2 separate regions of the Zea mays genome follow, and region 2 is linked to region 1. A link is a contact called in public Hi-C data. All regions are on one chromosome and are shown on one strand. The core of a region is the stretch at or near the end of the contact, and the rest is flanking DNA. Distances in the headings are between cores, read along the strand shown.

Region 1 (5,101 bases), core at 1,700-4,199:
GTTCTGTATCTTTGTATGAAAGAGAGGACAGATTCCCATACATGACAAATAGCTATGAGATAAGAGAGAGATGCAAAAATTACAACTCAATAAGTCACCAGTTATCCTATATTCCTATTAGAACCGACCAGAATGAGGAAAGGGCTCAACCTATGCCCTGAACACGACCAAAGAATAACTCCTGGAGCTTTCAGGCTCCAGCCAAACACCACAGCTTCATCTCTTCTTTGAAAGAGTGTTGGGAAGTCTGGAGGGAGGAAGAAGCTGCATAAATAACGCGTGAATTTCTGTGGTTCCGTATAATCGAAGCCCCAAGTATGATAGCAGTATAGCACTGTAAATCCCTTTTTTTTGGCCTTTGCCTTTCCAATCTTTTTACTTACTTTTCTCCAACAATCCGCAAAGCACTTGTCATGGCGATTAGGCATTATATGCTCCAGTCCAAGAGAGCTCAACAGATTGACAAGGACACAATTTGTGAGAATTTACTGCACTGTCTCGTCTAGTCGACTAATCTCACACCTTATTTCAAACTACCCTCTACAAACAATGTAATCTACAGTGTAAAATAGTATTTTGCACGACCGTTTATGGCCTAGTCACATAATACACAATACCCAGGGTGGGGCAGACCCCTTTCTGCTAAACGATCAGCCATCCAGCACTTGTTTCTGAAGACCTTGCATCTGGAAGTTGCCCATGATTTCCAAAGCTGTTGCCATGGTTCAAACACTTTATAGCACCATAAAAAAAGGCCTTATAGGTTGACTTGGAAGAAGGAACCCATGTCCTGAGTTGCAAAGTAATCCCAAACTGTTTCTATTATAATTTAGCGCTGCAGTACAATGTTCAATTAACGCCTTCTCAAATTTCTTCACAGTTTAAAAAGATGCATAGCTGCTAAGAGGTATTATTACCTATTCGTTTTTTATAGTTTCACCTGGCCGCTTGACTCTTTGGGACTATTGCATTTCCAATTCTCATTGCTAGGTTACTTCTATATAATGTGTACCGATATCATCGTTCTCATGGGAGCTTCCTGCAGGTACACTGCTTTTATCCCGCTGTATCCAATCGGGGTTGGCCCAGGAGAAAGTAAGCTCAAAATGTCTTCTCACAAGAGCGTTATTACTCTTGACTAAAGCTTAGACCGAGGCTGGTTCTTGCTGTCCTTTCAGTGTGGACAATGTACCAAGCCCTCCCGTTTGTGAAGAAGAGGGACCTTTACTCAGGTTTCTTCGAGAAGTTCTCCATGAGCTACCGTTCCTTTCTAGTGGTAAGTCAAGGCTCCGCGAACTGGACCATCGTGTTCTCTGCTCGCGCGTTCGTTCAGTTGCCAGTTGGAGTGTTCGACTGTTCTTAACAGAAGTTCAACTATCTGGTATGCGCCTTGCCGTGACACAGGGTGTGCTGGTGCTCTACCCGTTCCTGTGGCTGAAGCTGTACCAGCACGTGTTCAAGCAGCGCAAGTCCAAGCTGGGGAAGGGGAGCAGGAAGAAACGGGCCTGAGAAAATCTGGCTCTGCTCAGCTCAGCTGCCACTTGTTGCTGTCATGTGAAACGCTAACGGGTCATTGTGGATTTTTGTTTTGGAAGAAAATCTTTGTGAGTTGTTGTCTGATGCGACGGGGGCAGTTATTGGATTACGCTTTGGGTTCTCTGTTTGTTTCAATTGCTCTGCGTTTTATGTCTGTATTAACATACATCAAGCATATATAATAGTCATGTTGCTGCTGCGAGTCTAATCAATCTTGCGATCCTGGTTTTCTCGCTCAATTGCCTACACTGAATGAGGCTGATCACGCTGCTCTGTGCCTACAGCAGGCGATTGTCAGATGCTAGATGGCGATAATACAAGCTTAATAACCAGAGCATGGACGTAGTGCAGTGGTTCTCTCTCTCACGCACACAGAGAAACACTTTTTATTAGCCAAAAGTTGTTAGATTATATAATCTGGCCAGATTATAATCCCAAACAAACACTAAATTAGTATATGTGAATGTGATAAACACCAAATTAGTATATGTGAATGTGATGGTTGATTTTTTTTTCTTTAGGATGGAAGTAATACTGCATTAGCATCTACGGTCTGAAGCGGCCGGCGGAACTGCCGATTCCGCGACCTCCCAAATGCTAACGTTGCCGCCGGCGGCCAAGACCTCCACACCCCCGCCGCGGCAGCCACCGCTCACTATTCCACTCTTTTCAGACGGATGCACGTACCTTCCCTAGCGCCCATGGCCGCGCCCGCCCTTGCTTCCTTCGTTCGGGGACTCTACTACCACTTGGCCGCGGCTGCTTGCGGTCGCGACCATGGCCTCCGTTCCTCAAATGACGCGGCCTCTTCACCAACGGGTTCGGTTGTTCTGTCCTGCAAGCGGTGGAAGTATTTGTGAAAGGAGCTGAAGGTTGAAGGCGATTGATTTTCAGGCTGGCAACTGGCTTGATGCCTGATTCTTGGTAGGATCTTCTGCTACTCTCCAGTGCGAAGTGCCGACACTTTCAAATTCATTCATGAAACTCCCGGTCTCAAATGTTGCTTAAGCATTTAGATTTCTTCAAAAGAAATGCTCACCGTCACTTCACACACACACACACAGTCTATAACTGATGAAATCGCTGTTGTTGTTTTTTTTTACAACGTGGTGACCATTTACTGACTGGGAAAAAAAAAGAGAGAACTCGCAAACCTTCTACCCACTTCCGATGGAAATTGACCTGGAAGGAAGAAGATACATTATCTCGTGAAACCGTCCAAAAGATGCTATCTGCAAAAATATCTTTCACTTGTCGCTGTCTCGTCCAGCTTACATTTCTTTTGACCCATAGCAGAAGGCATTGGAAGCGTGGTTTCTTTGTCATCACCTGAAGTGTGCGATGTGCCGGATTCGGCTGCTTCTATCTTGCAGCTCAGAAACATGTGGTCAGTTTCCCTCCACTCCGTCGGTTTTTTTTTTTCCTTCCATTATCTGCATGAGCAGATAACTCCAAACGACGGGCTGAGAGGTGCTGTGACACTGCAGGCGATAAAGGTATATAAGCCAAACGCTTTTGCAAACTGGGAGCCTGGGATCACCAAATGGACCGTGTTCTTCTGAGCTCCCACTTGCCATCTCACGCTCATGCAAACACGAGGTATCGATTCCTCCCAACTCTTTTGTCTGTGGAAGAAGGCCTTTGAAGAGTTCGTGTATTTTCTCTGTAACCTGCCAGTTGTTCCAATCTTTTCAGGTTGCAGCAGGGTCCTGGTGGCCTCAACAGTATAGGATTTGCAGTCATAAAAAAGGGATGCTTGAAGTTAAGATGTTACGCGATCGGCGATGAACTCGGTGGTCCAGGGCGCTTTAGTAAGCATTTCATCGAGAACAGTAATGGACCTGTTTTCCAGGGACTCGATGCGTCTGCTGGTTCTTTTAGAACTGTCGGTGCTGAAATCACTCAGGACACTGGAGATTTCTTTGTCAGTGACGCAGAGGGTGATCCAGACAAACCTACCGATGGGTTCTCCTCGATCGACCAGGCTATAGGTGCTTTGCGTGAAGGGAAGGTAGGCGAATGGCTACATTAAGTGTATTTCACACCTTAACACTTTTCATCGCTATAATTTTGTCTTTACTATGTTTTGTATCTCATAGTTTGTTTTGAACCTGGGCATGGATCCAGTATTCTTTATTATTTTCATAGTTTCAGCATGTATTACACTTCTCATCCCTGCGCTTTGTTCCATTCATGGGCATTGAACGTGCATGATCAGGCTAGATTGGATTGTCCTACTTGGAGATCATATTCGTGTACTGTGCAATACATGCTTGAGAAGATTTATGATAAAATACTAAAAAATATTATGGGTTGGATTTTAGACAAACTTAAAATTTCAACAAAGTACATCAGACTTACTAAAGACATGTTCAACAATAATGTATGACTAGTATTCGAACAAGTGACAGATACACAGAAAACTTTCCAATTATAATAGTACTATATTAAGGATCAGATTTAAGCCCTTATTTTTTTCCTTGGCGATAGATGAGGTCATAAGGGACATATAACGAGATATCTCTTGGTGTATGTTTTTTTAGACGATGTAATGTTAGTTGATAAAATCCTGGCAAAAGTAAATAGGAAACTAGAGTTGTGGCGGGAGATTCTAGAGCCTAAAGGTTTTAAACTCAGTACAACTAAAACCAAATCTATGAGATATAACTCCAGCACTACTACATATGAGGAAGGAGATATTAGTTTGGAAGGTCAAGTAGTGCCCTTTAAGAATATCTTTCGGTATTTAGGATCAATGCAGAAATGTGATGGATATCGCTGAAGATGTTAACCATAGACTTAAAGTAGGGTGGGTAAAATGGCATCAAACATATGGCGTTGTAGGTGACAAAAAGGTACCATAAATATAAAAGGAAAGTTTATAGGACGACGATTAGACTTGTTATGTTGTATGGTGCAGAATGGTGGCCTACAAAAACATAGACATGTTTAGCACATAAGCGGAAATATGTATGTTGTGTTAGATTGATGCCCATACAAGAAGAGATCGAGTTTAGAACAATGATCCAATTGAAGAAAAGCTTGTCCAATATCGATTGAGATGGTTTGGACGTATCTAATAGACTTCCAGAGGCACCAATGTGTAGTAGGGTGTTAAGGCGCGATAGTAATGGGAAGAGAGACGGGAGAAGGGTGAAATTGATAGGGGAAGAGACAGTAAAATAAGACTTGAAAGGATAAAATATACATAAAGATTTAGACTTGAATAGGGGTCCATAGAAAATAGTTATCCACGTGTCTAAACCTTGACATGTGGCTTGTGTTATGCTTTAAATCTAGCATATATCCTAACTTGCTTAGGACTAAAGACTTTGTTATTGTTGTCGATGATAGTAGCAGCTCCTAATCAAGAATGATTCACTGAATTCAGCAGCTGACATATACAGTAGCGAATCCTGTTCTTATCCTTAAACGTTGTACCAATCAATGTGCGTGCACCTTTCTATTGCTCAAACCTATTTACTTTTCCTTAAAATGATAAGGCTCAAGTGAAACAATGTTGACACTAACATCGAGCAAAAGTCCTTCGCTTCAAAACTCAGGA
Region 2 (5,101 bases), core at 1,379-3,878, 520 kb before region 1:
ATGCAAGCTCAATCCGGACCAATACGAGTCCTGCATATGATCTGTTGTCTCTACATCAGGAGAAGGTAAAACTTCTTTTCTCTTCCTCCCTCTCCTAGATGTACCTTTATCAACGATGTTTGCTTCAGTAGTAGTAGAAACAATATAGTTTCTGTAATCACTGAAGTAACTGATTATCATTACTGAGAAATTATATCCATTCATTGGCTCTGTTGCAACCAAGCATAGCTGTGATAGTAATTCCTTGGGATCTGCAGTGTGATTCCTGTGCAGACTTCTCCTTTTTGCTCGTTTCTCTACAGTAAGTTCATCACCAGCATCATCACTAAAGATATCAAATTCCCCATTCTCTCCTTCAGCAGCATTCTGAGCCTTCATAATGGACGGAGATCCTGTCAGCTGGCTTGCAGCTCGCCGAATACACTCACCAATCTTGAAAGAACTACCACCAGTTGGAGCTGATGACTTCTCTGAATCTTCAAATGATTCAAAGTTTCTTTTGTTCTTGTTCTGTAGGTTGCCATAGTTATCAAAGTCCATACCCACTTGTTTCTCATTGTAGCTAGTATCATTGACCTGATTAGATATGCTCCTTTTCTCCATCACCACCTGGTCACCACCAGGTTTTTGTTTCCGAGGTCTCCCCCTGCCCCTTTTGGGCTTATCTTGAGTAGGATGCACTTCATTAATCACAGGTTCCTCAACCATTACATTCTGGGTGGACAAAGTGTCTGTACAATCCAGACCATCCTCAACCCACGCATCGCCAGTTTGAAATGATGCAAGTTCAGGACATCCCTTAGATCGATAGAAAGAAGTAAGTTGAGAACATGCTATAACTAACTCCAACAGATCACCTCCTTGGCCAGGAAATAGAGCTAACTCCTTAATATAATGAAGAAGGTTTTCTGGACTGAAACAGTTTAAGATTTCAGGCCGATTAACTGCAGAGCAAGTAACTCCATCCTTGAGCCCAGCATTATCAACTGTATAGGACATGCCATTATCAGCAAGCTCTTCTGGCAAACAAGAGCAGCTCATACCTGACAGTATCCGCCTTGACAGTTCTTCAAGTGCATTATTAACTGACCCAACAAAGGCATCTGAACTGCTCTGTTTCTCCATTTGTGAATAATTTGTCACAAAAGGCTTCAACTGGGATTCATCGCACCACGCAAAAGTGTTGTCACCAAAATAAGCTACCAAGTGGCTGCCCTTTTTCTGATGTTTCAGAGCCAATTCAGATGCATCTGATGGATCAAAAATTTCACCAGGCCACCAAGGATGACTTTTCACTTTACCCCAGACAAGATCAGCAACTTGAAACCCGCCTTTATCATGAGGAGGCAGGCAGTATCTAGCACCCTGATCCACACTACCCAGACTAGCAGCCTCTAGGTTGCTGTCCGTGCTATTTTCAACATCAGGAAACTGCTCTCCGGTTTGTGGGAGCATTTCAGATGCATTATTTGTCTGGTCAACTACAGGTGCTCCATCACCTTCATGTTCCTTGGAGCTTTCCTCTATGTCATCAGGCACATTGTTCTGTATTTCCTTATCAAAATGAGCTATGCCATTATCACTTTCATTATTCTTTGTCCCAGGCTCCACGTTTACATGATCTTCAACTTTGTTAGATTCTGAAATGGAATAGGGATATAATTAAAGATGTTGATGAGTAAAAACGGTGCCATCAATATGCAGCACGCCTACAAGCACAGGGCTCTGAGCAGTCTCCTTACCGGCTTCAGCATGTTCAGGAATGGCAGAACCACCACCAGCAGCAGCAGCAGGCACATGTACCACAAGAACCGGATTCTTCTCCGTCTCAGTGAGCAGATCACGAGCTCCTGCTTCTAGCATCTCCTCCTCACCATTCACCGCCTCCAGGCCCTCCGCGGGCTCATCTCCGTGGCCTTCGGCACCAACCATACCAGCTGACTCGTTCGCGTAGAGCGGGTCGCTCACCGCCGTATCTCCCCCTTCACGATCCACATCCGTCGCCAACGTAGCTTTCCCCTCCACTTTCACATCGGCGGCGAAAGCAGGCACCTCGCCCGCAGCTTCCGACGTCGTGACGTCACCGCCCGCCACCGGCTTCGTCTCGCCACCCCCAGGATCCGAGGCCCCGATGGCCCCCGAGCTCATCGGTGCGAGACCTCAGCGCCGCTCCCCGGACGAGGGAATCTGGAAGGACTTGAACAGCGGTGGCAGGAAGTCAGCGAGAGGGGGAGCTCGGAGTTTCTCATCGATCCGGCGGGGCGCCGAAACCCTATGAGCGGATCAGTGCGGGGGAGCACGGAATTTACCTGTGCGAGCGCCGAGCGGGCGGGGGACGTGGTCGGGGTCGAGGGCGCGCGCGTGGGGATGTGAGAGCAGCTCCGGTCTCCGGAGACGGCAGGGCGAGAGATAGATAGATGCGGAGCCGGGGCCGAGCTAGGAAGTGGAGGTCAGGAAGGGGAAGAGTGTGCTCGGCTGCCGTATCGTGTATCGGCGCTCTTGGCCCGAGCTCAAGCGGGTACAGACTGTTCTGTGTTCTCTCATCACGGGGAGGGTAGAGATTGTTTTGATGCTCGTGTCGTGAGTCGTCACCGTCGTATTTTCCTAATGCTTCTCTGTGCATGTCACGCCAGAATCACATTAAACATTCTGGTAGGTTCATCTAGAAATGTAAAATGGGATTCTGATTGACCCTTTTTATCTATCTAAAAGCTAGTACCATTCTGGTAGGTTTTAGGTGGAAATGGTTAAATATAAAATAGCAATCACTGTTATATTACGATTGAATGCACGAGATTGCTTAATTACACATTTACACCAATATAATTGATTGCATAAGTTATATCTTCTGGATAGCTAGCTAAACAAGAGAAGAATCTGCATCAAGGGAGTGAAGTTTGCTTTTACCAACCAATGTACGTGAGCAATAAAGCAAAAAAAAACTATGAGACTGAAGAGGACGAAGAGGTGATGCCTGGAAGAGATGGGTGAGACTGGCGGTGGATGACGATTGATAGGTTTTAAGTTATTAAAGACCCAACAAAACTCTTAATATATAAAATGTATATATGCAAGGAAGGTGCAATTTTTGGTGCAAACTATCCTATCCTATTTCCCTTTCCCTATCCTAACCCTATCCAAACCTCTCCAAGAGAAACCAATGGACAATGAACTTAATTGACAACGGTAGGCCAGATCGTGCTCAGACGAGGTTAAACAAAATACAACTATGGGATAAATAGAATGAACAACGGGCTCAATGGACAACGAGTTAGGTCATCCTCTGATCAAGTTAAATAAAATCTAACTATGTAATATATAGCGATCGCAACGCACAAACATTGTGTTAGTAGCACATATAACTTACAAATACAACAAATAAAAGAATTGTCTCACATATAGATATAGTATAAATATAAACACTAAAAAAGGGTTTCCTTGAACGTCTCACCAAGATGTCTAGACCATATATCTCACTACTAAAATAGCATATATATATATATATATATATATATATATATATAACTTTAAAACCACAACGAACAAAAGTTTTTCCTAACACAAGTTTGTATAGATTCACTCAAACAAGAAAGGGACTGAGATATACTAAGTTTGCTATAGAGCAAGTATAATCTCTACTACTTATTAAGTAAGCAATAGTAGTTTGCCTCCCCTCGTTCTGTCGTCCATCAATCTGGACCGTCCGTATCCTATCGTGCATCTGCGTCTCTCACGCTCCATTCCCCTCCACCGCACGACCGCACCCCAATCCCTAACCTTCCCCGCACGTTCCTCTCTCTACCGCGCTGCTCGTCCCCTGCGGCCCTGCCCCTGCCGCGATAGATGCCTCACGGCCCCCGACAACGACGACCGCGCCGCCATGACCTCCCATCGCCTCCACCTCCGCCGCAGGGCGCACCCTCCCCCTCGCCATGGTCACCGCTGGAGCGCCACCTCTACGCCTCGACCCTGGTATGTCCTCCTCCCAAACCTCGCTACTCCTACCAGATCTGGGTGGGATAGGTAAACGAAAACACCCACCTGGCGACGTCGCTCGCGCCAGCCACCGACTTCGACTGCGTCGTCGACGCCTTCGGGTACAACGAGTTGGCGATTGCGCGATGCCCGAGAGCTCCAACCGCGCGCCCACGGATTTCTCCTCCCCTGCTGCCGGTAGGAACAGGAATACCCTGCGACGGCTTCTCGGGCTCCTTCAGGTCACCCCAGATTGATGTCGTCATCGAGCACCCTGTTTTTTGGGGTTCGGTAAGTCTCGCATGCAGCACCGTGGTCCGCCCCCGATGGCGCGCCTCCGCCCCGAACCAATCGACCGCGAGAAGGTCAGTTGTTACACCCCCTGGCCCCCTTGCTCCCGTTGTCAGGCTTCTACTGTGGAATGTGAATCCCGCGATGCTCCTTGAGGTGGATTGCGCTCTCACAAGTAGCTGGACACTGATGTGCGACTCCACAGCATTAGGTTAGATTTTGCTTGCGTCCAGAGGAATGTGAATGCTGACTAATCCTACTGGTAACATTTTCTCTTGTGTGCAGACCTGTCCTAGCTCTGCTGCTCAGGGTTTCCACGAGGGTAAGCGTGCTTATGTCTTCTTGTTTTTGTCCCAACGAATGCATTTATTGGTTACTCCATGCTGATTAGCACTTTAGTGTATTGATTGAGACTTGGGAACCTGTAGTATACTTAATACTTGATTCACTTGTTTGCGTTGCTACTGCAACTTTTTAGTCGATTTTGTTGTACCTATAGTGCATGGTGGACAGCAGAAAGCTTTTCATCATCAAACTATGTCTTCTCTTATATAAAATGTAATTTACTCCCAGTTTACTTGCACTGGGACTGCCAGTCTATAGAAAGCACAGTAGTAATCATGATACATTAGAATCTAGAAGCTGGGAGTACATTTTTGTGTGGGTGATCTGCACAGATGTACCATTAAGATTTAAGAGTGCTACATATAGGCCTTGCTTAGGACCACTGTGCTGAATTTCTATTGATGCGAACCTAGATAAACCAATGACGGTTTGTATATACATGTGTGTGTATGAACTTTAATTATGCGTTATCCTTCTAGGGTTGCTGGGC

Evidence for each region. A called contact is a pair of places that touch in the nucleus more often than the background predicts.
Region 2: a Hi-C map of ear shows a contact between it and region 1, with 1.7 times the contacts expected there. The contact joins the promoter of LOC103635772 here to the promoter of LOC100282823 in region 1. A contact is called at or near these places in 2 of 25 Hi-C or Micro-C datasets (ear and endosperm).

Annotation. Positions count from the first base shown.
Region 1 is chr8:119,463,516-119,468,616 of Zm-B73-REFERENCE-NAM-5.0, reverse strand. LOC100282823 (riboflavin biosynthesis protein ribAB) reads left to right here and starts at 2,949. Exons shown (of 7, transcript NR_178194.1): 1 at 2,949-3,135; 2 at 3,232-3,547. It overlaps LOC100284318, which reads left to right. Exons shown (of 9, transcript NM_001175443.2): 7 at 1,046-1,095; 8 at 1,179-1,276; 9 at 1,405-1,746. The coding sequence ends at 1,509.
Region 2 is chr8:119,986,845-119,991,945 of Zm-B73-REFERENCE-NAM-5.0, reverse strand. LOC103635772 reads right to left here and starts at 2,628. Exons shown (of 4, transcript XM_008658152.3): 1 at 2,310-2,628; 2 at 1,743-2,187; 3 at 1-1,640. The coding sequence starts at 2,148.